7 separate regions of the Mus musculus genome follow, and all the other regions are linked to region 1. A link is a contact called in public HiChIP or PLAC-seq and promoter capture Hi-C data. All regions are on one chromosome and are shown on one strand. Each heading gives the region's core, a stretch centred on a gene start, on an enhancer-like site or on the middle of the called end of the contact. The rest is flanking DNA. Distances are from core to core; before and after follow the strand shown.

Region 1 (3,355 bases), core at 463-2,962:
GATAACCTTTGTATTATCAAATTTTCTTAGAGGTCTACCTGTTTGTAATTATGCTATCTACACTCTGTTCTGTTGAGTGTGTGTATTATTTAAGGATTTATTTATTTTATGTGCATGTATTCTGCAGACTCGTATGGCTATGGCTGTGTACCACATGGATGCCCAGTGCCCTGAGTTCAGTCTGGGCCCGGTTTCCTAGACTGAACTGTACATGGTTGTGAGCTACCATGGGCTGGGAACTAAACCCAGGTGCTCTGCAATGAGTGTTCCTAACCAATCTTTCCTGCTCCTCTACTCTTAAAAGCTAGACCTTTGTTCAAATGCCTAAGCTCAAGATAACTGTATCAAGCAAAGAAAAACAAGTTAGTTCTTATATTACACTCAAGGAATCACCCGTGACCTGTGAACACTAGGTTAAAGGTAGTATCTCAACATGATACTTGAACCATAGAGCAAGCCAGAGCTCACTCAGGAAAGATAAAAAAGGAACTACTAGAGTTCCTGGCTGTCCTACAGGTCAGGGGAGCTTTTGTCTGCTGAGAGGCTCCCTCCTCATTCACACTCTAAGAAGCAATATGGTCTCACTGTGGAGGACGCTAGGCATGTGGCTTATTCTAAAGATATTTACCAGAGTAATATACTTGAAAACAGAAATCAACATGCCATTAGTTTTTCTTGTTGTTTTTATTTTTATATTTTCTGAGAGAGGGGTTCTTGGTGTATATTAGGTTGGTCTTGAACTCAGAACTCAAGAGATCTGCCTGCCTCTGCCTTCCAAGTGCTGGGATTAAAGGCGTGCGCCACCATCTCCTGGCTAGTGTATTTTCACTTGACAAACAGGGTCAGAGATAACACTAAGTGTATTTAATGAGTCCCTGAGCTCAGTGTTAAGTAACTCAAATATGGTGTCGAAGAAGGGGTTTGGCACTAGTGTTTTCATAATGCGATGGTGGGTGGACCACATCCCACTGCGGAGAAATTCGAGCGGATCTATAAGTCACTGACGGTGAACAACAAACCATCCCTACCAAACAGGTCTAAGGAAGTTGCCACCTGAACTTACCCCATGGTAATAATTACTCTTTTCCCCTCCCCCAATGCTGGTTCATTTTAAATGTCTTCACTTTGACCTCTATCTTGCTGTGGATGAAGGATGAGCTCCAGTCTGGTATTTATCTTTACTAATCAAACATCTCATTTACAGCTCTGGACCACCATCCAGCCCCCTTTCATTCGCCTCATCTTTCCAAACACCCGCCCACGCCAGAGCTCGCCCAATTATAGAACGGCTTCCATGAACTGAATAGAGGCCTACTGGCCAATAAGAAAGGGGAGCCCACAGATTGACAATCGGCTTGACTAATCGACATCAGGGCACTAGGCCGCGCCGAAATGCAGCCTGCGCGACATTAGTAGTGGCCAACCCCTGTACAGCCTGAGGCAGAGGCGGCCAATCAGCGGCAGCGGGGGCGTATTCCGCCCGCGCGGCCACCCCCGGTCCCCCCTTCTCCTCACCTGCTTCTCCTCGCCGGTCTCCTCCGCAGGGTTTTCTTCTTCTTGTTTCTGGGACATGGCAGAACCGGGACTGTGTAATGCAGGGCCCGGGAAGTCAGCCGGAAAAGGGAAGGGGGAGGGGAAACGGGGACAACCTGAGCTGCTGCTCCGGCTCCTGTCACTATGGTTGCTCAGTCAAAATGGCGGCTCAAGCCCGTGACGTTGAGACCGCCCCCTCCTATGAGAGCCAATGAGAGTGGGCTTGACGGGGCAATGATGTAACGACACACCAATAAGCGTTGGCCGGAGGTGGGCGGATTCTTTAGAGCGACAGGCAAGCTAGAACACCAACCGGGAAAGAGAGTGAGCCACAGAACCAATTAAAAGCCTGCATGGACCTTAGGGGCAGGACAGCAAGCTTTGGTATTTTTGCTTCTTGGGTGGGCTGAAGCTGTGTTCAGTTTATTAGCCAGATCCTGGGCAAGTCGCTGAATGTTGCATCCGAGCCGGGTTAACATAGAAATCCTTTATTCTCTGGTGCAAAGGCTCAAGCCTTGAGCGGTGTTAGAACAAGTTACCCACGACCAAAAATTAAAATTGGAAGACAAACTGATATTCAGCAGTTTTCCAGGACTCAGTGCTAGCTTGTAGGAGACTTGAGTTTTCTTGTAAGGTTTTCATTCACACTTTAGTCCTTATGTAGGCAATTATAACTGTTAATGATGTATTTATAAAAACATAAAGGGAGATATGTTCTATGGAGTTGTGGTGAGTGTTGTGATTATAGAAATATAGAGAAGTATAAGGTTATGTTCTATGGGGGTGTGGTGAGGTATGGGGTAAGGGGGTGCCTCAGGCCCATGCCAAGGCATCCCTGCCCCCTGAGGGACCAGCCACATGACGGTATAGTATAGAATAGAGTTTATTCAGGGTATAGGGAGGGGAGTTAAGAGAGAGGGTAGTAGTGAACCGGGCATGGTGGAATCCCAGCACCCAGGAGGCAGAGGCAGGCGGATTTCTGAGTTCGAGGCCAGCCTGGTCTACAGAGTGAGTTCCAGGACAGCCAGGGTTATACAGAGAAACCCTGTCTCGAAAACAAACAAACAAACAAACAAACAAACAAACCAGAGAGAGAGAGAGAGAGAGAGAGAGAGAGAGAGAGAGAGAGAGAGAGAAGGTAGTAGAGGCAGAGAAAGGCAGAGAGAGGGAGAAAGTAGCCCATGGCCACATGGAGAGAAAGGAGAAGGGAATGGGGAGAGAGGGGGAAGAGGGGGAACTAAAGGGTAAGAGGCAAAAGTAAGAGAGAGAGGAGGGGGCAAGCAGCCCCTTTTATAGTGGGCCAGGCCTACCAGGCTGTTGCTAGGTAACTGTGGGGGGTGGAGTCCAGACAGAATACCAACAGTGAGGTATGGGAGAAGGGGGTACCTCAGCAGGCCCATGCTAAGGCATCCCTGCCCCCTGAGGGACCAGCCACAGGACTATAGAATAGAGTATATTCAGGGCATGGGGAGGGGAGTCAAGAGAGAGGGTAGTAGAGGTAGAGAAAGGCAGAGAGAGTAGAGAATTATAAAAGTAGAGGCAGCCGTGAGCACGTGGGAAAGGGGGGAAAGGAATGGGGAAGGACAAGGAGACAGAGGGAAGAGCAAGAGACCAAGAGGGCAAGAGACCTAGAGGGGCAAACAGCACCTTTTATAGTGGGTCAGGCCTTCCTGGCTGTTGCCAGGTAACTGTGGGGTGGAGCTTAGACAGGATGCTAACAGTTAAGGGTCACTCTGTGGAGACATAATTTCTTGAGTTTAAGATGGTAGTTCTAGGCACATGGTAAACATTTAACACATATTAAATACCAGCTAATGTAAAC
Region 2 (3,495 bases), core at 887-3,386, 430 kb before region 1:
ATTCCCAGTACTCTGTTTTTATCCAAGGAAGCTTTAAGTTCTAACTCATCCCACACCAAATACAGTAGTTAATTTCAAAGTTATTACTTATTGTAGATATTATGTATTCATTCTTTGAGTGATGGACACTCAGATTGTTTACAACTTTATCTTACGACTCTCAGTGACTCTGTTAGAGCATCTGTGTGCATGCTTCATAAACATGTGAGAGTTTTTTAGAGCATGAAATTTCTCTCATGGCCACACACAGGGGACACTGGGAAAGCTGACAACTGAAGCAGCTCAGAGGCAATGGGGGCCCAGTGGCCCTGCATGGCCACTTCTGGGTTAAAAGTGTGGGAATGATGCTCTACTGTACAAGAATACCAAGGGGCAGGAAATTTGAACCCACAAGCATAAGGGTTTTATGTTTCACTAGCTTTTAAAGATAATTCCACATTTCTATTAAAAAAAAAGGCTCTTTGATTCTTGCGTTGGTAACCTGTGAATTCTTGTCTCACACTGTCTCCAACACTTGGTATTGTCAGACATTTTAAGCTTGTCAAAGTAGGTATTTTCTTTTTCAAAAAGTCATATCTGTCTGAATACAAATAACTAAAAGGACTCTCTCCACTCATTTCTTACAATTGTAATCTGACAAGGCACCATTTCAAGGACAATCATTGTTCTACTCCTCGTCTCTTGTTCAGTTTGTTTTATTTTTTGAGACAGGGTTTCTCTCTGTAACAGAGCCCTTGCTGTCCTGGAACTCACTCTGTAGACCCCGCTGGCCTCAAACTCAGAGATCTGCCTGTCTCTGCCTCCTGAGTGCTGGGATTAAAGGTGTGTGACACCACTGCTGGCTTGTTCTTTTTAAGATACAGAAAGTTGAAAAAATATGACATACTATATTACAGTCCAGGTAAGGAAATAGAATCCAAGCAACATGGGTGATGGTGATTTTTCAGATACCAGTAACTTGCTAGATTTGTGGGTAAATTTTATTTTCTTTGATGAGTCAGTTTTCTATAATATATGAACTTTTTTGCTGATAAAACAGGATTGTATATAACATTAGATCTCATTTGTGTGTAGTTAATATCCCACTGACTCGTTTAATATAAAGCTTTAAGGCTTCTGTCAAAACATATGCACACCAGTAACTCCAGCACTGCAGACACTGAGGGGTCACGCGTTCAAAGTCAGCCCGTGTTACATTGCAAAGCCTTATTCAAACAAAAAGGAAGAAGAAAGAAAGTCTCAAAACCTGTACTGTGCCCAATGGGAAGTTTTATTTACTGGTTTATTTATTGACTGGAAAACTGAAAAGAACACATTTTCACAATTTTAGAAGTGACAAATACCTGTATTTCAAGTGACTTCTAGTCTTCCTCAAGGGATTTGGAAACTTCGCATAATTTGCATAACCCGATTAAGTTCTTCTATTCTATTTAACCGCATATTTCTTACAGTATGTTGAAAAAACTAGTATTTAGTGGTGCTGTGTTGATTTTAAATTAATTTTTTAAATTAGCATTCTCAATGAGTCTCATAATGGCATTTATACACATGACAATAATATCTCATTCTAATGTGTTTCCTTTTTTTCCTGCCTCCAGCCCCTCTACCCCTAACCCCGCGGTTCCTAAAGCTCCCTGGTCCCCTTCCTCTACTAAATAGTCTGTCTGTTTTGTGCTCCTTGTATTCATTCCCTTGTATTCCAATACTATGTCTATCCGGGTCTCCCTCTCTTAAAATCTCCTTCTCACCTCTGGTGATCCTTTGCAGTTTCACATCTCACACACGTCATTATTTTGGTGTAAATATTTGAAGCACTAATAGCCAATGATTTGTTGCAGTTATTTGTCTTCCTGGTTGTACAGTTCTCTATTGTAAGAAGGTGAGGAACAAAACACCTTGATCCGAAGTGTGATAATAGTGTGTCATCTGTTGAATTTTTTGGAAACTGAAGCTTTAAGATCCAGTTGATTGCTAATTGTTCTTGCTTCTTAGATTAAAAATGTGTTTACCTTTAAATTCTCAAGTTGGTTTTGTTCCGGCCCCAATGAATTAACTGTCCCCGCCCATTGCAGGGGCCCTGGAAACCCGGCGTCCCTGAAAGCCAACCAAATTCAGTACTTTGGGCGCCGCGAGCTCGCAGTCCCAGCGGTCCTGAGTAGGGGGCGGGTGGAAGCTCCGCGCCTTCCTGGGGTCTCTAAGGTCTACAACATCTCTAAATAGCGTTCCCATTGTTTCTTCATTCAACAAACGTGATGAATTTCAGCTCCCCTTCTCTCTTTAGGAAACCCAGTTGAGTCTCATTCTATGACCTACCAAATACAAAATGCCGTCTCTTGATGCTACTTTGTTTGGATACTTTAGAAAACCGGGGCTGCCTCTGTAACCTAGCCTGGGCTATCAGAGAACTTGCTATGCAGTACAGACCTGGGACCCCGCTGCCCCAGCCTGCCCAGTGCTACGATGACGTGCGAGGGCTTCAGAAAAGATGCTCAGCAAACAGTGTCCGAGAGAGCTGTATCCCGCGGTGCGCCAAGCGCTTCCCTACTCAGGACCAGAAGCCAGCACAGCGCGGGTTCGGGGAAACAGGCTGCCTTCCACTCCCTACCGAGAAGCGTCGGGAATGGCACCGTCGCTTAGCTGCTGAGTCTGAGTCCCGGACTCCACGGAGGAACTACAATTCCCAGTATCGGAGCTACCCGGACTCCCGGAAGCCGAGGCTTTGGCGACCGGAAGCAGCTGAGACCCAACAGGCCTGAGGTTAATTCAGCCAGGAAAGTGGGTGGGAAGGGCTGTGGGGCACCTGTCAATTCGCCACCATGAATGTGGTCTTTGCTGTGAAGCAGTATATTTCCAAAATGATAGAGGACAGCGGGCCGGGCATGAAGGTACTTCTCATGGATAAAGAAACGGTGAGTTTGCTTTTGCTCAGTATTTATAAAGGAAGCTCTCCCTTCCTTTAGAATTGCTGGCCCCGTTCCGCTGTAGAACTTAGCATTTCACTGATGACGATGATCAAGTCTGTCTGGCACTGGGAAAGTTGTAGAATGCTTTCCCAGTGGGTGTGCAGTCTAACCAGCTCTAACTGGTGCCAAGAGACTTCTTACACCTGAAAGAGTGTCTGCAAAGAAATTGTTACTGGCGACACAGGGAAGACTTTACTCAACGTTGTTTTTAAAAGTAAATTGTTGGGGTTCAGCTGAAATAACAGGCTATTTGTTGACCACAACTTTAAAAAAGGAATTGTAAAGGAATGGTGAAGATCCTCTTTAGAAGTTTCTGAGTTGTTCATGTTCAGAGAGAGTGGTAGGTTTTCATTCTAACACATTACAGCCTGTTTTGGATATTAGGTAAATATTATTCTGTATATTAGAATTTAAATTACCTACTCAAATATTAGTGGCAAAAGGCTTAACTATTGATGCATGTTTTTACTAGTCCGGACTAGTATAATCTTAGTTCGTTCTTTTGCTTTACAGACTGGTATAGTGAGTATGG
Region 3 (3,676 bases), core at 479-2,978, 340 kb after region 1:
CCCATCCCCATTACTCAGGGGGCCTTGAGGCCGGAGAACCTCGAGGTCGGCCTGGGCTACAGAGAAACATCAAAGTTCCTGAAATAACATAAATACAGTAAATTGATCATTCTCCTGATTCAAATATAACTTCTGCTAGCTTCAGGTAATTCATATTTTGTTAATTTAGACTTAGAGTAGCAAAGATTACCTGGAGGCCTTCCACCCCTCTTTCTCCACATCTCTTTCCCTCCCATGGCACTTAGAGTCAACCTTGAAACAGAGGCCATGTCTGGGAAATATTAAAAAGCCTAAAGACAAGCACAGCTCATTTTCTGCCCAAGGCTAGAAATGATCAATAATTAAGTGGGGGTTGGGAAAGCTAGTCGACCAAAGAGAGGAGCTACAAGAACCATGGGAGGGAGTGGGGGCTCAGTGAATGAGGACAGCTCCAGTGTCAGGGCAGGAAGAGCAACAGGGCTGCACCCTGCAAGGCCAGAGGAAAGCATGAGGGGAGGGGGACCCAAACAAACAGGGGTTATGGCCCTGTCCCTCCTCTTCTTTCCTCAGTCCAAATCTACACCTCCTCTTCCTGGAATTACCTATGGTGACCCACAGGGAGTCAAATCTCTGGTCCTTTCCTAGTCAGCAGCAGATACTATTCACAGAGTGGGAAAAGCATATGAAATAGGTATATCCTTAAAGACTTCACCCACCCTCAGGACTCTTCTCCCTACGTCTTTAACTGGTATTACCCAATCTTTCCAACCAAATGCAATTCTTCATGCCAACATGCTTTGAGATTCCTCTAGAATACAGCAAGCCCTGTAATTCTGGCTCTCTAGGAGAGGGAGAGAGAGGGTTTGGGTTTATAAGGGGGAAATTGAAGACCGCATCTCTTTTACTGCTCCATCTCTTACTGCTCCGGGTGCCTGGGATCCTGTAAGCGACCCAGACTTAAGAGACCACAGATGGGACATCAGGTGTCAACTTCGCCCAGAGAGGGTAGGGAGAGCTGCGAGACGAGGTGAAGATAGTTTGAAAACAAAAGTTTTTACCTCAAAGAGGTAGATGAGGTTCCGGCACTGGGAGAGGACTCAACTCTGGCGGTTCTACGCGGGAGGTGGGGACATCGTTGAGGGGCGCCGACTGCGCCAGCCGCCTCCCAGCTGTCAGCCCCAGAGCTTACACGGCTTGACACGGGTTTACTCTCGCGGCGTCCAGCCTGGGTCGCTGCCACTTCCGGACACACGCCCAATACGGGGGACGCTGGAGCAGGGTCGGGGCCGAGGACAAGCAAGGCACAGCGCAGGCGGTCCCGCCTGGCTTCCCAGAGTCTTCAGGATTCCCGAGTCACCGAGCCTCCGGCGTGCGCTCCAGGCCGTGCCTACAAACTGGCTTTCAAAGGAAGTTTGTGGTTTTTCTTTTTCTTCTCTCTGTCCCTCTTTTCCCCCTGTCCGGACAAAGACAAATTAGCCAAGGACGCGGTCCCTAGAGGAGGAGGAGGAGGAGGGGCCTGCTCAGCTACCGAGGATTTCCATCAGGGCTGTCTGAGCCGGTCAGCAGCCCGGTGAGCCGCAGAAAGGAAGAGAGAAAAACAACAGACCCTTTCTCTTCCCTCCGCCTGCCGCTGGAAGGGACGGAGCGCGTGTGCCTCTCTGGTGAGAACCGGGAAAAGCAAGCGGCCTGGCAGAGCCCGGAGGAGCAGGGCGGGACAGCGGCTGTTGATTAGACCTCCCTGGATGCCCGCCGCAGCCCTCTGCTCTGGAGCCAAGAAAGCAGGGCGGAAGGGCGTTGTGTTTGCATATGTACTCGTTCAATAAGAAAGAAAATTCCCACTCCTGGTTTTCTGGAGCCCCTGAGCTCTTTCCCAAGGCTTCCCTTCTTCCCCGTATGCTTTTTTTGAAAGGCTAGGAATGAAACTGGTTCAGCTGTGTACCTGGTCGGGGGCGAGGAAGACGCTCTTCTGCCTCTTCTCACCTCCCCGAGAAGCAGGACGATCTGGGGATAGATTAAAAAATGAGGGAACATGTTATGATGAAGGGACATTTTCCCCCCAAGTAGTCTGCCCTGGGACACGCAAGTGGCAGTTAAGGGATGTTGGAACCCAGCCTTAGGTTCTGAAGGCTCCTCTAAACTCTATTGATGTGACGGCCAAAGGATAAGGCTTCAAGCAACTCGGAAAGCCGAGAGAACTGTTGCAACAGAGACCCAGGAAGCAAAGTCACGGTTGCAACAGCCCATGAATGAGGAGTATTTGCTCAGGCTGTAGAAGAAAGGCTATGAAGAAGGAGGAAGAGTTGGCACGACAGTAGGTTTTAAGAAAACAAGTCAAACATTATGGTAATGTTTTCCTATCGTGAACAAACACATTGATCACGATTTGTCAGTTTGGTAAAGGGGAGAATTTAAAAAAAAGAAAGAAAAAACACCTAACCAGGGAAGCTATTTTAATAAATAATATGTACAGCAATGTTGTAATTTAAAGTCCTAACCAAACCAGGCCTGTGAATCCAGTATTCAGGAAACTGAGGAGAAAGATTACAAATTCCAGACAGGTTGGGCTAGATAGAAAGAATTTGTATTTTAAAAAAAATTGAGAGATTAATTTACATCAATCTCGAACAGATTTTCGGTGTAATATATGGAAAGGTACTATACTTAGTCCTATCTGCAAGTTCAGATGCCATAAAGGCGAGTTATTGTGACACATACACAATTTGCATGTCATAGCCCTCCGAAAACTGCTCACTTGAGGACAAACACGAGCTGCTGGACTACATTTCCCAGGAGGCACCGCGATATACCATACTCCTCCTTGACGTCCCATGAGTCTTTGGGCTCAGAACCCAGCCTCTGCCGCTGGGGGGCGGGGCAACGCCGGACTCCCGGAGTGCCGGATTACGCACTTCCTCCTGGGGTTCGGAGGCCGAACCCTTTAGTGGCGGGTTCGAGTCCCGCCCCCTGACTCTCGGCTCTAGACCCTAGGTCTAGGGCGGGGTACATTCTGCCGGGTTACCTCTCCTGGCTGAGGGGCAACGGCACACCTCGGGCTTTACCATGGAGGACTACCTGCAGGACTGTCGAGCCGCTTTGCAGGTAACGGGTCCCAGTCCGTGACCGAAAGGAATGCAGCGTGGGGTCTGGGAAGGACGAAGGTGTGGGATCTGGGGAGCCCGGACGGTCGGTGTGGAGGGATCACAGAGATGGACGCGGGGGAGCTAGAGGACCAAGCCCTTCGGCCATAGGCGGGAGAGCCCGGAGAAAGGAGTCTCTTGGTTTGCTTGAGTCGGGTCCTTCGGCAGAACCTGTGCGGCGGCCGCCAGCCTCGCCCGGCGAGGTGTGTCTCTCCCTTCTCCCCGCCCCTCTCAGTTTCCCTCCCGCAAGCGGGCTTCAGCCCACTGGGTCCAGGTGAACCTCTGGGAGTGGAGGGCACTGGGTGCACCGCTTTATTGCCTCTGAATGGCGGTTTGCCTTTTTTTTTTTTCCCTCCTAGGTAGAGGCGGTCGTGGTGTTTTACTTTAAATCTTTGTTTTTATGCCAAATATACAGAATAATTCATCAGGCATATATGTTGACCCACAACTTACATTCCTTTGCTTCCAGTGTTCTCCTTTAGTGTTAATGCAGGCGCGTGCGCATACACACACACACACACACACACACACACACACACACACACGTAAAAATACCGCCT
Region 4 (3,769 bases), core at 239-2,738, 480 kb before region 1:
TAAGAAACACATTTCCTAAATGTCTTTTTAGATATGCAACATAGAAAAAAATAAAAAATAGAAATTAGCTACTCCTTTGGAGTCTTCTTACCACCACTTCTCCTTATTTTTCTTATCCACCTGACAGGTTTTGAGACACAAAGGGATCCAGCATCCTAAAAGACCTAAGTATATTGTAGGAAAAGCCAAAGACCCACAAATTACCAGCTTCTAAATAAAACACCCTATGTAGTATTCACAAAAAGATAAAGAAAGCCAAAGTCAAAGCGGGTTAGCGATTGGCTTTGCAGTCATGAAAATTCCCTAAGGGGAAAAAAAAATTTGGGGGAGGGGGAATAACCTCTTAGATCAAATCTCACCAGTTCGCTTCTCTCAACTTCCCCATTTTTACATGTGTCTTGTGCCCAGAAAAGACACCTATGTTAGACTGACACTCTATCACCAGAGAAGAGAGACAGACTCTGAGGGCTGGTCCTTGTGAGCCGACAGGCTAAAAATACGCCGGCCCAGTAAACAAATCCCATTCCATCTCAACAGGAGCCACACCGTTAACCTAGTAATTATGAGAAGAGTGCGATCACACAGCCCCCAGCTTACTCATCATCAGCTTCTAAAGTTTCCATCAGCGCACAGAAACTTTTTTTTTCTGAAGTCCATAAGCCTGCCCTAGAATTTCTACACCTACACTCACCACAGTCTCTCTCTCCTCTCTCCTCTCTCCCCTCTCCCTCTCTCTCTCCTCCCTCCCTACCCCCCTTCCTCCATTACTGGACGCACCTCAGTTTGGCTATCGTTAAGAACAAACTTGGCTTTTCTTTTTTACTTTTATAGTGACTTTAAAAGAACTTTATCCTACTTGGGGGGGGGGGGCTGCATCTAGACCACCCTAAAACTCCGCCATCCGTCTCCCAAAGTCTAGCTGACAAGAGGGGACTATCCAAACTGCCCAGCACAGCTGGGGAAGGGACAGGAACCGCCGGCCAGGGCTGAGAGCGCAGGACGCAGGTGAAAGATTGGCGTGAAGGAGGAAGGTGGGGACCAAGCAGAGAGCGGGTGCTCAGGGGGAGATGGCTTCAGGTGAAGTCTCGTCAGAGAGAGTGAGCAGTGGAGCTCGACGACGCAGAGTTGGGGCGCTGGAGAGGCGGGAGGAGCGGGGAGGAGATGGGGAGGGTGTCAGGGCTGGGGTCTCCGTTACCCTCGCGACTCTCGGGGCAAGGCTCTAGGCCGGGGCGGAGCGCGGGGCCCGGCCGCCTCGCCTCATTCCTCGGCAGTGACCCCGGGGTCCAAGCGGCCCCTCCCCCGACGACGATGGAGGCGGAGGCGGACACTGCGACCGCGGCTGTTGCTCTCCACAGGAGATAGAGCTGGAGCCAAGCCGGGACTGACCGGAGCTGGCCTCTTCCCAATGGCTTTCCGCCGGCTCCTCCACACCGGGTCGCCACTCCGACTCCAGCGGCTGGTTCAGGATCGGTGGCTTTCGGCCGTCCGGCCGGAAACAAGCGCCCGTTTCCGGCCGGAGCGGGTTGGCGGTGACACCCTAGCCGCCCCCGGGCCTCCTCCCGCCCGGCGCGGCCGGCCCCGCCCCGTCCCGCCCCGCCCCTCCCCGCAGCAGCCCCGCCCTCGGGACCGCTTTGGGGCTGTGGCCGGTTTGGCGCTTGCCCGGCGCGTGACCCCGCGCGTTTTTGGCTCGCGTCCCCGAGCCCCCGGGCGGAGGCACTTTTGAGCGGGAGCTGGGAGCTCGGCATGGACTGTTAAGACTTTGGGGTCGCATCAGTTGGCGCCAGCCCTAAGGGAAGAAATGGAGACTGGCGGAGTAGCTTTCGAAAGGTGAGAAGGATAAAAATACTTGAGAAGGTTGAAATTCTAGTTACTCCACGCAATCCTGGACCAACCAGACTGAATTGAACATCGCTTCTTACAAACCAGCCCCACCCAGCTATGCATTCCCCTTGTTCCTTCACTCTTGACGTGAACGTACCCTTTGCTATATTCACTTGCATAACAATACTCCCTTAGTAACATCCCTGCCACAGTCAGTTTTTTAGTTAATGTTGTAAAAACACATTGTCAATGTGTTTTTACAACATTACAGCATAACTCAATGCCTTTACTTATTGAAGCCCTACTGTTGTAAAAGCACTGTATTCTGGAAGACTGGAAATAGAAAACGCAACAAGACATAAATCCCAAGCATCAGCAATCTAACAATTTAGTATTAATAGAATTCACTGAAATATTTTATATAAAGCAAAACAAACATATATGTCACGGAGGTTACAATGAGCTGTGCCTAGGAGCACACAAACAAGCCATCTCAGCCTTTCATGTTTGTAAAGGAATATGGACTGCTTCCAGAAGAACTACTTTATTGAAAACACAAAAATGGGCCCAGCTTATGCTATACTCTAACCAAATGAATCCTAAAATTTAACTCAGATCTCTAGAATCCACACATTCAAGGCAGTGTTTATTATCAAAATTATGTTCACTGGGTTTATGTAAAAGCATAATGCAGTTGGCTCTTCATTTTCCTCAGTATTCGCTGAGAATTTTGGTTTCTAATGGGGAAGGATAGAGCACAGAATTATCCAGACTAGGAACTGACACCTGAAACAGGAAACCCACTGGAAAAATACCCTTAAGTTTAGAGTTGAAAGTTTAGGGCTGAACCTAAGGCCACGTATACATGTCTCAGCCAAGCAAAGTAGCTGGTGCCTTTGGAAGATACCACAACTTACAATGCAACTTAGCAAGCCAGAGCTTAGAAGATCCAGGGAGTACCGATTGCAACTACTATTTTGTGACAAATTTGAGAAGAGGGTAGGATTTGGTCTCACTGAATTCCGTAGATCATACTAGCCCCTGCTGGCTAAGTCTGATGTGGGAAGGCAGAACTCTGCAAAACTGAGAGCTGCTTTCACACTCATCGATTAACTATGTTTAACACACTTTCACACACTCCTTAGGACCAGGTATGGAGCTCAAAGGCTCTCTCCACCTTAAGTACAAGGCAGAGGGGTTGGTTTTGTTGTTGTTGTTGTTTTGTTTTTGTTTTTGTTTTTGTTTTTGTTTTTGTTTTGTGGCAATGACCACAAAAAGTGGTCCAGATTAAAAAGTTGAGCCAAGTTGCTGGTCAAAGCCATTTAAGCGATCGCACATTGTAGGCCTGCCTGGAAATTTAGGGATCAGGAAGTGATGGGGTTGCCATTGCTCTGTGCCTGTTTCTTACTCCGACCATCCATCAGGCATTGTTGTTTGTGTAATTGCTCAATGGGCTACTTGTCTTGGCCAGCTCTGTCTGTGTGGGTAGCAGTGTGGTCAGCTGGGCTGGAAGCCAGGCCACCTGGGTTCTGGTCCCAGCTCAGCCAGTCCCTAATCCATTAAGTGACTCCCTTCCCATTCCTATGCTGTCCGTTTCTTTGCCTATCTAGGAGCGGCTTCTCTTTCAGTGTGCAGACACTGTCACAGTGTCCGATGCTCCGAAAGCTACCATCTGATAGTAAATAGTCACAGCAGCCTGAGTACAGCGGAGTCTCCCCCCCCCCACCCCCAACCAGGTAGAATAGTATGGAAAAATCATCAAAGAAAACCCCAGCAGTGTGCACAAGGCCACGCCCCTTATCCTCCACAAGGCCACGCCCCCATCTGCCGCTCAGCTCACTGTTCTTTTCCACCCTGACAACTGTTTTTGTTTCCTTGTCTTAGTGATTCTAAGCTTCAAGAAGCTCCGGGAGCTTTAACTTGCCTTTCACCAACGCTGCTCCAAGGA
Region 5 (3,432 bases), core at 395-2,894, 300 kb before region 1:
TATAAACTTAACTGTTACCACACCACACCAAAGGAAAGAGACTGCAAAAAGGCATGTCAAGCAATCCTCCAAATTGAAGGTGAAAGGATGGGGCGGAGGGGACGACCCATTTTTGCTCCACAAGACTTCTGAGAAACTGCTTGTTTTGATTTGCTTTGCCTTGTTTGACAGAGTCCCACTTGCAACCAGCGTCCTACCTCGGCCTCCCTCCCAAGGGCTGGGAATTTCTTGATATGAGAAGTACAGATTTACAGATATACAGAATTACAGATATCACTCACCACGTCCTGCTGACAGCTTTCAACTTTTGAGTTTTTCTAGAATCTTCTAAGAAGCTCTAGAAAACTTCCATTGCTCCCAGAGATAACCCTCACAGCAACAATGTTTCCACCACCTCTCTCTCGCCTCCAGTCACCAAAACCCGCAAAGGAACCACGAAAATCAGCAGGGCTCAGGGACCGTTGGCTCTGCATGATAACTGTGGAGGCCCGGCAGATGCCCGCCTTTGAGCGGGCGTCAAGGGACCACGGCGGCGCGGACCCCTTGTCCCTCGATTTCACGCCGCGGCCGCGAATCAGCGAGCCTGGTCCCCGCCCGCCGCGGCCAATCTCCAGACCCGCGGACCTGGCGTAAACCGCTAGGGAATCCGACGGCGGGGAGTCGGGGCGACGCCTCCCGGGCCCCCTTCAAGACTCGGGACTCTTCCCTACGACCGCACTGAGCGCAGCGAGGCTCGCACAAGCCTCCAGCTTGCGTAAAAGTCCGCGCGCCACGCGGATCGCGGCCCGCGCCGTCGGGTCCCGGGATTCCGCTGCGGCCCCGGCCGCGGCGCGTGCTGCCCGCGAGCGGGCACGGTCGGAGGGAGCGTGGGGCACAGATCGGCGCGAGTCCCACACCCGGGGCCGCGGCCGGCCGAGTGGCGGCGCCGCGGGAAAGTTACACCAACTTCGCAGGTGGCGAGGACCCGGGGGTCGCGCCCACGCCGCCCGCGCCCGCGATGCCGGGCCACCAGTCTGCGAGGACGCCATGGGGCTGAGCCCCCGCGCGCTCACGAAAATGCCCCTAGAAACTTAAGCCCTTCGCCATTTTAAGCACAAGAGCCTGGTGATTTAAAACTTAAAATAAACACCCCGCCTCCACCCCAAGTGGGGGCGCGCTTCCCAGCCCGCCCTGCGCACCCACCCGGACCCCCGAAGCCCACCCCTCACGATCCAGGGCGGGAGGGGACTATGGGGGCTGAGTCATCTCACCTCCTCCGGGGCTCTGTTCTTCAACTCCATGTTAATCTTCTTCTTCATCTCCATGTCCTCCTCCTTTCCCCTCGCCTGCCCTCCCCACTATCCCCAACCCTAAAAAAACCTCTAAAGGTCTGGAGATGAATGAAAAGAGACGCAAAGACGAACGCCCACTACCACACGGGTGTGGGAGAGAAAGAAAAGAATAGCAAATGGAGTCCGACGACTTGGGACTAACTCGGCTGCCCCCACCTCCGAGTCCACACACCCGCGCGCGCACACTCGGGCACGCACACACTTTCACACAGAGAGAGTGAGGGAGAGAGACACGCGCGCGCCCGCAGTTCCTTCCCCTTCAATGGCTGCTGCGAGACTGAGCCTCCATGACACGGCACCGCCAACCCCCCCTAGCCTACACTCCACCCACCTCCCAACGGGATTGGTCGAGTCCTTAGCGTCACACGACTCCATTGGGCTAGAGGGTTGTCCATTTGTCTTTAGGGGGGACCTGGACCAGAAACTCAGTGTCTATTGGCTCTGACTAGGCGCGCAGTTAATTCCGATAGGTTCGGGAGGATGTACGTCCCGGAGAAATGATTTTGAATCCCAGTCGCCCCCCTCCTTTTCTTTGTGTGATTGGCGCGCTTTCCCCTTGGTAGTAGGACGGTTTGGGTGTCTGTTGGGTTTGTTTTTGTTTGTTTGGGGTTTTTCTGGCTTCAGGGTTAAAAGGAAGGGAAAAGGCGTCGTTGGCATCCCCAAGTTGTAAGTGGGTCATGCAACACACTGCACCCAGAGCTTTCGGTGGTCTTAAAGCACAAGCCTTCTGCTCTGCGGCTAAAGTGTAAGCAGGGGCGCGAGCGCGAACAGCGTGTTGGTGACACCTCCCCGTCCCGAACTGCTTGTAGAACCAGAGCGTGATAAAGAAGGTATTTTAACTTCCAACATAAAGGGGGGAACGGCTCTGAAAGCAGAGTTGAGTTTAGCACGTTGAGTCAGAAGCCTTTAAATAAAACTGTCCAGGAGGAGTTGATACTGAGGTCATTTGTCACTGCTAAAAAGTTGGAATATTAGAGCCAGCCGCGGTGGCACACGCCTTTAATCCCAGCACTGGAAGGCAGAGTCAGGCAGATCTCTGAATTCGAGGCCAACCTGGTCTACAGAGCGAGTTCCAGGATTACACAGAAAGGGGGGTGGGGTGGGGAGAGACTGTTTCCAAAAGACAGAAAAACAAACAAACAAAATTGACACCTTAGAGGAAAAATAACACAGGCCTAAAGAAACACAATTATCAGAAACTGTCCAGCAAGGCCTCTCCTTTCCTACAGGAATCTACTTAAAATGTTCTTTTAAGTGTGAGGGGATGGAGAGGCAATGACCTCTAGCAGAGGTTCCACCCTGGTTCGATTTCTAGCACCCATATAGTGGCTCATAATCACCCATAACTACAATGCCAGGAAATTCAGAGGCATCCTCCGGACTCCACAGGCCACAGGCACAGATGCATTGTGTGTGCGTACGTGCAGGCAAAACACACGGATATGCAAAAACAAAATAAGTAAATTAAAAACAAAACCAAAACTTTTTTTTTCTGTTTAATGTTCCTGAAAGATCCAACATTCCTTTAATCATAGCCCTCAGAAGGGAGAGAGGGGCAGATCCACAGTCATCTACTAAGTAAATCCAAGGCCAGCCTCTGTCACAAAATAACAATAACAACAGAAACTATGTAATTATTTCTTTTAGATTCCTTTTTCTCTGCTTCTTAGTTGCCATGTGTTGCAATTCCTTCTGTGATAAACTATACCAAGATCTGTGAACTAAAACAAATCCTTTCTCCCTTCAAAATATTATTTTTATCTTTTTTTTGGTGGGAGATGAAAAGTACAAAACAGGGTATCTTCATGTAGCCCTGGCTGTCCTAGAACTCAGTCTGTAGACCAGGCTGGCCTCGAACTCAGATCCCTTTGCCTCCTGAGTGCTGAGATCAAAGGCTTGTGCCACAGGGCTAGAGAGGTGGTATAGTGGTTGAGTTATGCTGCGCGTACTTGTTCATTCAGAAGACGCCAGCGGTGCTTCACAACCATCCTTAACTTCAGTTCCAGGGGGTTCAGCATCTCCGAACCTCCAGGACGAAGCATGCATGTGGGCCACAGCCACACATGCGCAGAAAACACTCAAAATAATATTAAAAGGAGGG
Region 6 (3,795 bases), core at 1,015-3,514, 330 kb before region 1:
GTGGGTGGGCATTGCAGGAACATGGTGAGGTGCAAAACAGACGATCAGACCTTCCCTGAAATGAGCAAATGAAGTTCTAGCGTCCTGTCAGCCTCCTGGGTCCAAGCTGTCAGTGCAGCCATTTCCCTGCTTGCTCTTTCTCTCTGGCACAAAGGGTCTGCTCAGACTTTGTTTGGCAAGGCTGGAGTCATGAATTATTCACTTTGCTGTCTACTGTGCAGGTGCCTCAAGCACAGGTATCCATGTTTGTTAAACAAGATGCCTTTAACAATAGCTGGATCTGTGCATAATTTGGCATTTTTTAATCTGTGAACCACAAATGACTCCCAAAGACTGAACACACAAAGACTAAAAGGAAAGCAAATTAGAGTGACAGCTGTGACTACCCCACCCCCACTGCTGTTGCCTTCCTTGAATCCTGGGGCCAGTGCACTGAAGCCTAACTTAAGAAAAGGATACACTAATTAGTGTTTATGATCAAACTCACTGAAAAGATAACAGAGGTCTGTCTCAGCTTTTGAATCCTGCTCACCAAGAACAGAATTCATCTGTTGTGCCTCTCATATAGCATTTTGAAGTCTGGGTTATGAAAAACAAGAGCTACAGAAATAAGCTATAGGAACAGACCATATACGTATGTAGTTTGGAGGAAGTGACTGGGTACCGGTGACGGCCCATTCTCCCCCTGTAAACTGGCAGGCACCACAGATCATCTCCTTTATCCACCAATAGTGAGGTGTTAGTCAATAGAAAAGAGACATTTAAAAACTTGCAGCAATGGTGCACACCTTTATCTCAGCACCTGGGGAGGCAAGTGGCTATCCCAGTTCCAGGCCAGCCTGGTCTACAGATTGAATTCCAGAACAGCCAAGGATACAGAGATACAATGTCACAAAGTGGGCAAAAATCCAAGTGTTTTACCACCTCTCCTTCTTCAAATAGCAGGGACCAAACCACTAGCTTTGTGCTACACTCTGCTCCATCCTTGTCTGTTTGAGGATAGGACTGGCTATGTGGCCTAGGATGGCCTGCAGTCCAAGACCTTTTCCATGTTTCTCAGACCTCCAAAGAAACTTCTACTGTACAAAACAAACTGATGCAAACATTCTAAAGTGGTTCGTTGGTTCTAATAAAAAGGATTTAAGGATGATTTTACTTTGATACTTTTGACAAACTACCTTCAGCTGTGATTGACTAAAAGACGGAAAAATAAGTCCTAACTCTCTCTGTAATGGACCTTTACAAAGTCTCTCTGTTGGAATCACTCGTTCGGTAAAGAAAGAGCCTTCGTGTTTTTTGTTTGTTTGTTTTTTCGAAGCAGGATTTCTCTGTCCTGGAACTTACTTTGTAGACCAGGCTGGCCTCGAACTCAGAAAATCGCCTACCTCTGCCTCCCAAGTGCTGGGATTAAAGGCGTGCGCCACCAAGCCCTGCTGTCTTCCTGTTTTATGTGTAGTCTCGGAGTCGGTTTTCTTCAGTGCTTTCTCCCAGCACCTGCTCAACTTGACTGATGTAGTTTTAAGTTTTATCAATTAGCAGCAGTTCCAGGAGTAGGGAAAGGGGATGGATAGATAGGAGGGTTAGCTCCTGAGGACAAGGTCAGTGAAAAATGTGTACAAACAAGCTGGACAGTGGTGGCGCACGCCTTTAATCCCAGCACTCAGGAGGCAGAGGCAGGCGGATTTCTGAGTTCGAGGCTAGCCTGGTCTACAGCGTGAGTTCCAGCACTGGCTGCTCTTACAGAGGACCAATCCCCAGAGGCTCCCAAGCATCTGATACCTCCGAGGGCACCAGGCACACGAGTGATACACACACACACACACACACACACAAGACATTCATACACATAAAATCTAAATTAAAACAAACAAACAAACAAAAAAACTAGCCCTCACCGGGCAGTGGTGGCGCACGCCTTTAATCCTAGCACTTGGGAGGCAGAGGCAGGCGGATTTCTGAGTTCGAGGCCAGCCTGGTCTACAGAGTGAGTTTCAGGACAGCCAGGGCTACACAGAGAAACCCTGTCTCGAAAAAAAACCAAAAACAACAAAACAAAACTAGCCCTCATTTCTTTAGAAGACACATAACGTTGCTGTTTCCGATTACTGGCTAACCAGGGTTGGGCGATAGTCTTCAACATCAGGCTTTAGAATGATGCAACACTGAAATTGGGAATCATTAGGCAAACGTTGCGAGACCCGAAGGACAATGAACAGCGTAGAGGATCCCTGAGGTCCGTGATGCGGAAACTCCAGAGCCGTGCTTCCGGCGCGACTGCGCATGCACGGGAGCTCTGACAAGGGATGGGGCGGGGGTTGGGGGGGTGGTGGAGTGAGGCCGAGCCTCGTGACCAGAGCTGCGGCCCAGTGGAGTTTAGAAAGGCGTCCTTGTGATGGGATTCGGTCAGGTCGAGTCTGTCCCTTAGCCCCTGGGGCAACCGTGTCTCACTCCCAGGAGCCCAGGCCTGGCAGGTGCATCCGACGTAGTCGATCTGACGTCACATCCGCCTTCGCTAGCTCCGGAACGAGTGCTCGATTTGCAGTTCTGTCCTAAGTCCTGTTCTTGGCGGACCCCAGCAGGGCGCTCTGCTGTAGTAGCAGCAATTAGAAAACGGAAAATAAAGATTGGAAGCTCGGGATATGCCCAGGGACTGCGGCAGAGGACTGACTTCCAAAAGCATTTAGATAAATGGCATGACCTGTTCAAGCCTATCAAGACCCGATACGTGGCAGCACGCTGGCTCGACCCGGGGATCGCGGTGGGAAACGCGACCTTAGAAGAGTCTCCTTAAAAGTTGGCGTCTAGCGCAGCACCTCCTGCGAACTGCAGCCCGGGAACCCCATATTCCGATATATACAGCTTTATTACAAAATAAAATCTGTAAAATCTTATAGATGACTGTGAACATCCACTTCTGTATTTGCCAGGCACTGGCATAGCCTCATACAGCTATACCAGGGTCCCTTCAGCAAAATCTTGCTGGCATATGCAATAGTGCCTGGGTTTGGTGGCTGATTATGGGATGGATCCCCTGGTGGGGTAGTCTCTGGATAGTCCATCCTTTCATCTTAGCTCCAAACTTTGTCTCTGTAACTCCTTTCATGGGTATTTTGTTCCCTACTCTAAGGAAGAGTGAAGTATCCACCCATTGGTCTTCCCTCTTCTTGATTTTCTTGTGTTTTGCAAATTGTATCTTGGGTGTCCTATGTTTCTGGGCTAATATCCACTTATCAGTGAGTGCCCCCAATAGAGAAGCTAGAGAAAGCACCCAAGGAGCTGAAGGGGTCTGCAACAATAGGTGGAACAACAATATGAACTAACCAGTATCCCCAGAGCTCGTGTCTCTAGCTGCATATGTAGCAGAAGATGGCTTAGTCGGCCAACACTGGGAAGAGAGGCCCCTTGGTATTGCAAACTTTATATGCCCCAGTACAGGGGAATGTCAGGGCCAAGAATTGGAAGTGGGTGGGTAGGGAAGCAGGGCGGGGTGAGGGTATAGGGAACTTTCGGGATAGCATTTGAAATGTATATAAAGAAAATATCTAATAAAAAATCTGTAAAATCACTTGGAATTCGAATTTTTTAAAATTCTCATTGTTAATCTTATCCAGAAAAATAATCTAATCTACAAATAATTCTCAGAGCTGCAAAGATGGATTTAACTCAATATTCTCAGAAAAGGGGGGGGGGGGTTGGTGGGATAGTGGCTTGCCCGCAGGTGGGACGGTGTCCATTGGCTCCTCGGCCATGTAATACCAGCACTCTGGTAAAGCAAAACTGTTTGAGGTTAGCCTA
Region 7 (3,593 bases), core at 583-3,082, 370 kb after region 1:
TGACATACCTGGCTTGTCTTCTCTGTTTTCCTTATGCTAGAAAAGTAGGTCCAAGATGGACTTAAACCAAAATAGTTCCTTAGCTTTGCCTGTGTGTGTGTGTGGTTCTGGGGATGGTACCCAGGGCCTTGTACATGGTGTTCTACCACTGAGTGTTTTTCATCTCTAGCACATTTTTTACTTTATTTTGAGACACAGTTTTTCTGCATAGTCCTGGCTGTCCTGGAACTTGATGTATAGACCAGGCTGACCTTGAACTCAGAGATCTACCTGCCTCTGCCTTCTGAGTGCTGGGATTAAAGGCATTGACCCACCCCCGACCTCCAGCTGTTTTTTGTTTGGGTTTTTTTTTTGTTTGTTTGTTTGTTTTGTTTTGTTTTGTTTTTTTTGAGACAGCATTTCTCTGTATAGCCCTGGTTGTCCTAGAACTCACTCTGTAGACCAGGCTGGCCTCAAATTCAGAAATCCACCTGCCTCTGCTTCCCAAGTGCTGGGATTAAAGGCGTGCGCCACCATGCCCAGCACCCCCAGATATATTTAACTTTCTATTTAAAGACAGGGTCTCACTAAGTTGCCCAGGCTGGCTTTGAACTTGCATTCCTACCTCAGCCTCCTGAGAAGCTGAGATTACAGGCCCTCACCAGGACCTACTTTTAAAAGGTAGGAGCTAGGTCCATGAGATAGTATGGGCAGAGGCAGGCAGGGCTAAGATGACCATCTGAAGTTGATTCTTTGCACCTACATGGTAAAAGGACAGTACCAATTCTCACAAGGTGCCACATACCCACACACTCAAAAATAAAACATAATTTATAAAAATGTTAAGAGCTGGGGAGATGGCTCAGTGGTTAAGAGCACTGGCTGCTCTTCCAGAGGTCCCACTGTTATTTCCCAACACCCACAGGGCTCACAGCTCCTAGTAACTCCAGCCCAGGAAATCTGAAACTTTCTATCCTCCAAGGGCACCAGTCACACACCTGGTGCACAGACAGATATGTAGGCAATACACCTATGCACATTAAATTTTTTTTTAATTGTTTTAAGCTCCAAGTTCTAGAGAGGTGGTGGGTCAGCAGCTAAAACTGTGTTCTCCTCAGTCTTGAAAACGAGTTCAGATCCCAGCACTCGTGTAACAGGATGCCACTTTACAGAAGCCTATACTCCGCCTCCAAGCAGAGCTGACAGGAAGATGGCTGGTGGGCTTCCAGTCTAAGCAGTGCAAGATCCAGGATCCAGCAAAGTGATAGAGGGAAGAACACCCTCCCTGACGTCCTTGCACATGCGTGGGTGCACATACGTACTCATACACACACAATAAATAGTAGTCTAAAAATAAGTAAAACCTAGCTCCCTGTAGGACCTGAGGCAGAAAGGTCATGTGACCATCCATTCCACATCAGACTGTTCTAAAGCTTAAGGCACTTAGAAAAATAGAAGGTTGAGGAGCTGGCTAGGTGCATAAGACACTCATCCAAACAAGAGGACCCAACTTTGAATTTCCAGGACACACAAAGGCTGGGCAAGCCCAGCACTCTCTGGTCAGGGGAATCCCTAGAATTAGTCTGGGGAGCTAAAGCTAGTAGAATCAGTGAGCTCTGGGTTCAATTGAGAGACCCTGCCTCAGCAGATGGAGGAAGATATCCAATGCCAGCTTCAGGCTTCTACAGGAATGCACACATACACACACACACACACACACACACACCTCCCCTCACTCCTTAGCGGGCAAAACAAAGGGCTCCCAGGTTATAAAGAATCTGGAATGGAGACCAGAGCTCTCACTCACTCTTCACCTGAAAGCCCGCCCCCACACAAGAGGCTGGGCTTTGGGGCAAACCTGCTCCTTGGGAGGGGAGGTGGCAAAACCTGTTTGAAGATGAGGTTACCTCCCTTCCACACCTCCTGCCTCCTTAGAGCAAAAGCAGCAGCTGACACAGGAAAGTAAAGAGTTTGGGGGCTGGGGCCACAGCCTCCTATCCTCCTCAAGTCCCACAGGACACAGGACGACCTGGGAAGATGGGGACCAGGCAAGAAACAGGAAGAGAGACGTTAGAAGGAGGGTAAGTGAGACCTTGGCCTGACTGGAGCCAGAGAGGGCGTTCCCTGCCAGCCAGGCCTTCCTGGCTTCCTCAAAGAAGAACATGGGGAGAAGTTAGCAGAGAAGGGACCGAGTGGTTTTGGGACAGGAAACGAATACAGTATGGAACCAACTCCACAGTTTAAAGAAAAGTTTCTATCTTATGTGTAATAGATCCATTCTCCCTCCCCCTCCCCCTCTCTCCTATAACTCCCATCCTCTACAATAGCCATTAGGAAACCTGGCCCAGAACCAAATGTACACCCTGGTTCTGCTTCCCAGTGAGTATCTCCTTTTTTCCCTCCATCCTTGTACCTGTCCCATAGTTTCCAAGCACAGCAGGGGAAAGGCTGGGCTGACGAGGTGCCATCTGCTACTGCTTTTCCCAGGGTTAACTGGGCAGGTCTGTCTGGGTTCCAGCCAGTCGGGATATGGGACGCCTTTCACTCCTACACTGTAGGTGAAGCCACTACCATCAAGTGGATTAGCTTGCTAGGCCATCCCCTCTGCTAAGCTGAGCAGCAGATGAGCTGCTCTGTCAAGTGGGAAGGGAAAACGCCTGTACACATAGACGGGGCCTCCTTGCCATGTTCTTCACACCAGTGGCTTCCACCTGATGTCTGGCTCCCTTAGGATACTGTCTAGGTTGATTCATGGTCTTTTCTTCTGGGCCACTGACTCTCAGGGCTAAGGAGAAGGCAGGAGCCTCAGAACCAGGAGCAACCATGAAACTTGGAGAGCTGGAGCTAAGAGAGGAGTGGCAAGATGAAGAGTTTCCTAGGTGAGGCTGAGAGCTGCTCGCCCCCAGGTTTGAGTCTCGGAGACCACGTGGTGCCTCTCTGTCATCCTTTGCTCCAGTCCCAGGGGATCTGACACCTTCTTCTGAGCTCCAAGAGCACCAGGCACATGTGTGGTGCACAGATCAACATGTAGACAAAATGCACCCACAGACCTAAAACCAAACAAATTTATGGGAAATTAGGGCAAGAAAAGAAAGAAGCATGGTGGAGAGGGAAGGATGACAAGGCAGCTGGCTGGGGTCTGTGTTTAAAGCCCTGTTCATTCCCTCCCCTCTAGATTGCTTCCTGAGGAACCTGGCTCACCTGGAGACCCTGAAGACCCTCAGAGAGGCTCACAGGCAGGTAGGGAAAGGAAGGTGGAAACTAGACCTGGGGTTTGAGTTGACTTCTGGCACTGTTGTTAAGGCGAGGGTGTCGCTGTGTATTCTGTCTCTTTGTACCCAACTTTCTCCCTTTCCACTTACCCTAGGTTACATCCCTTTCTCAAAATGCACAGCTATTATCGCCTTTAAATTTTAATTTTTTTATTGTTGGTGCTCGGTGGGTTTTGTTCATTTATTCGTTGGTTGGTTTGTTTATTTGTTTGAAACAGTGTTTTTCTGTGTAGCCCTGGCTGGCCTGGAACTCATTTGTAGACTAGGCTGACTTTGAATCCACAGAGATCTCCTCCTCTGCCTCCTGGGTGCTGGGATTACAGGTGAGAGCCACTGTGGTAT

Evidence for each region. Promoter capture Hi-C pulls out the DNA fragments that hold promoters and counts their contacts. HiChIP or PLAC-seq counts read pairs in DNA pulled down with a chosen protein or histone mark.
Region 2: a contact with region 1 is called in a promoter capture Hi-C map of liver, with 2.9 times the contacts expected there. The contact joins the promoter of Vps45 here to the promoter of Ensa in region 1. A contact is called at or near these places in 6 of 39 promoter capture datasets (cranial neural crest, hippocampal neurons, liver and 2 more) and 1 of 484 Hi-C or Micro-C datasets (embryonic stem cells).
Region 3: a promoter capture Hi-C map of erythroid cells shows a contact between it and region 1, with 2.2 times the contacts expected there. The contact joins the promoter of Mindy1 here to the promoter of Ensa in region 1. A contact is called at or near these places in 3 of 39 promoter capture datasets (erythroid cells, hippocampal neurons and macrophages), 2 of 484 Hi-C or Micro-C datasets (both in embryonic stem cells), 2 of 115 datasets of contacts at active chromatin or transcription factors (fetal liver and pancreatic cancer cells) and 1 of 9 other capture datasets (liver).
Region 4: a promoter capture Hi-C map of pre-B cells shows a contact between it and region 1, with 4 times the contacts expected there. The contact joins the promoter of Otud7b here to the promoter of Ensa in region 1. A contact is called at or near these places in 2 of 39 promoter capture datasets (cranial neural crest and pre-B cells).
Region 5: a promoter capture Hi-C map of erythroid cells shows a contact between it and region 1, with 15 times the contacts expected there. The contact joins the promoter of Anp32e here to the promoter of Ensa in region 1. A contact is called at or near these places in 5 of 39 promoter capture datasets (the 3T3-L1 cell line, cranial neural crest, erythroid cells and 1 more) and 1 of 9 other capture datasets (liver).
Region 6: a contact with region 1 is called in an H3K27ac HiChIP or PLAC-seq map of embryonic stem cells, with 4 times the contacts expected there. The contact joins the enhancer-like site here to the promoter of Ensa in region 1. A contact is called at or near these places in 2 of 39 promoter capture datasets (cranial neural crest and pre-B cells), 2 of 115 datasets of contacts at active chromatin or transcription factors (embryonic stem cells and extraembryonic endoderm stem cells) and 1 of 9 other capture datasets (adipose tissue).
Region 7: a promoter capture Hi-C map of the C10 cell line shows a contact between it and region 1. The contact joins the promoter of Bnipl here to the promoter of Ensa in region 1. A contact is called at or near these places in 2 of 39 promoter capture datasets (the C10 cell line and liver).

The regions. Positions count from the first base shown.
Region 1 is chr3:95,623,337-95,626,691 of GRCm38.p6, reverse strand. Ensa (endosulfine alpha) reads right to left here and starts at 1,712. Exons shown (of 4, transcript NM_019561.2): 1 at 1,516-1,712. The coding sequence starts at 1,572.
Region 2 is chr3:96,057,096-96,060,590 of GRCm38.p6, reverse strand. It overlaps Vps45 (vacuolar protein sorting 45), which reads left to right and starts at 2,136. Exons shown (of 15, transcript NM_013841.3): 1 at 2,136-2,909; 2 at 3,477-3,495. The coding sequence starts at 2,817.
Region 3 is chr3:95,280,987-95,284,662 of GRCm38.p6, reverse strand. It overlaps Mindy1 (MINDY lysine 48 deubiquitinase 1), which reads right to left and starts at 1,728. Exons shown (of 10, transcript NM_199475.1): 1 at 1,038-1,728. Prune1 (prune exopolyphosphatase) reads left to right here and starts at 2,587. Exons shown (of 8, transcript NM_173347.2): 1 at 2,587-3,078. The coding sequence starts at 3,040.
Region 4 is chr3:96,102,246-96,106,014 of GRCm38.p6, reverse strand. It overlaps Otud7b (OTU domain containing 7B), which reads right to left and starts at 1,488. Exons shown (of 12, transcript NM_001025614.1): 1 at 1,196-1,488. Gm30044 (a long non-coding RNA gene) reads left to right here and starts at 1,659. Exons shown (of 2, transcript XR_375856.2): 1 at 1,659-1,827.
Region 5 is chr3:95,927,469-95,930,900 of GRCm38.p6, reverse strand. It overlaps Anp32e (acidic (leucine-rich) nuclear phosphoprotein 32 family, member E), which reads right to left and starts at 1,644. Exons shown (of 7, transcript NM_023210.4): 1 at 1,251-1,644. The coding sequence starts at 1,304. Gm46815 (a long non-coding RNA gene) reads left to right here and starts at 1,876. Exons shown (of 3, transcript XR_001783926.1): 1 at 1,876-2,161.
Region 6 is chr3:95,949,775-95,953,569 of GRCm38.p6, reverse strand. No RefSeq gene overlaps it. Among named protein-coding and RNA genes, the nearest start is that of Anp32e, 22 kb to the right of the region's middle. Within about 2 kb of position 2,264, at least 443 of the 459 cell types and tissues checked have an H3K27ac peak or open chromatin away from gene starts, as enhancers often do. A contact at or near this core is called in adipose tissue, embryonic stem cells, extraembryonic endoderm stem cells and 1 more, where this site is marked.
Region 7 is chr3:95,249,432-95,253,024 of GRCm38.p6, reverse strand. Bnipl (BCL2/adenovirus E1B 19kD interacting protein like) reads left to right here and starts at 1,832. Exons shown (of 10, transcript NM_134253.2): 1 at 1,832-2,060; 2 at 2,763-2,858; 3 at 3,155-3,219. The coding sequence starts at 2,017.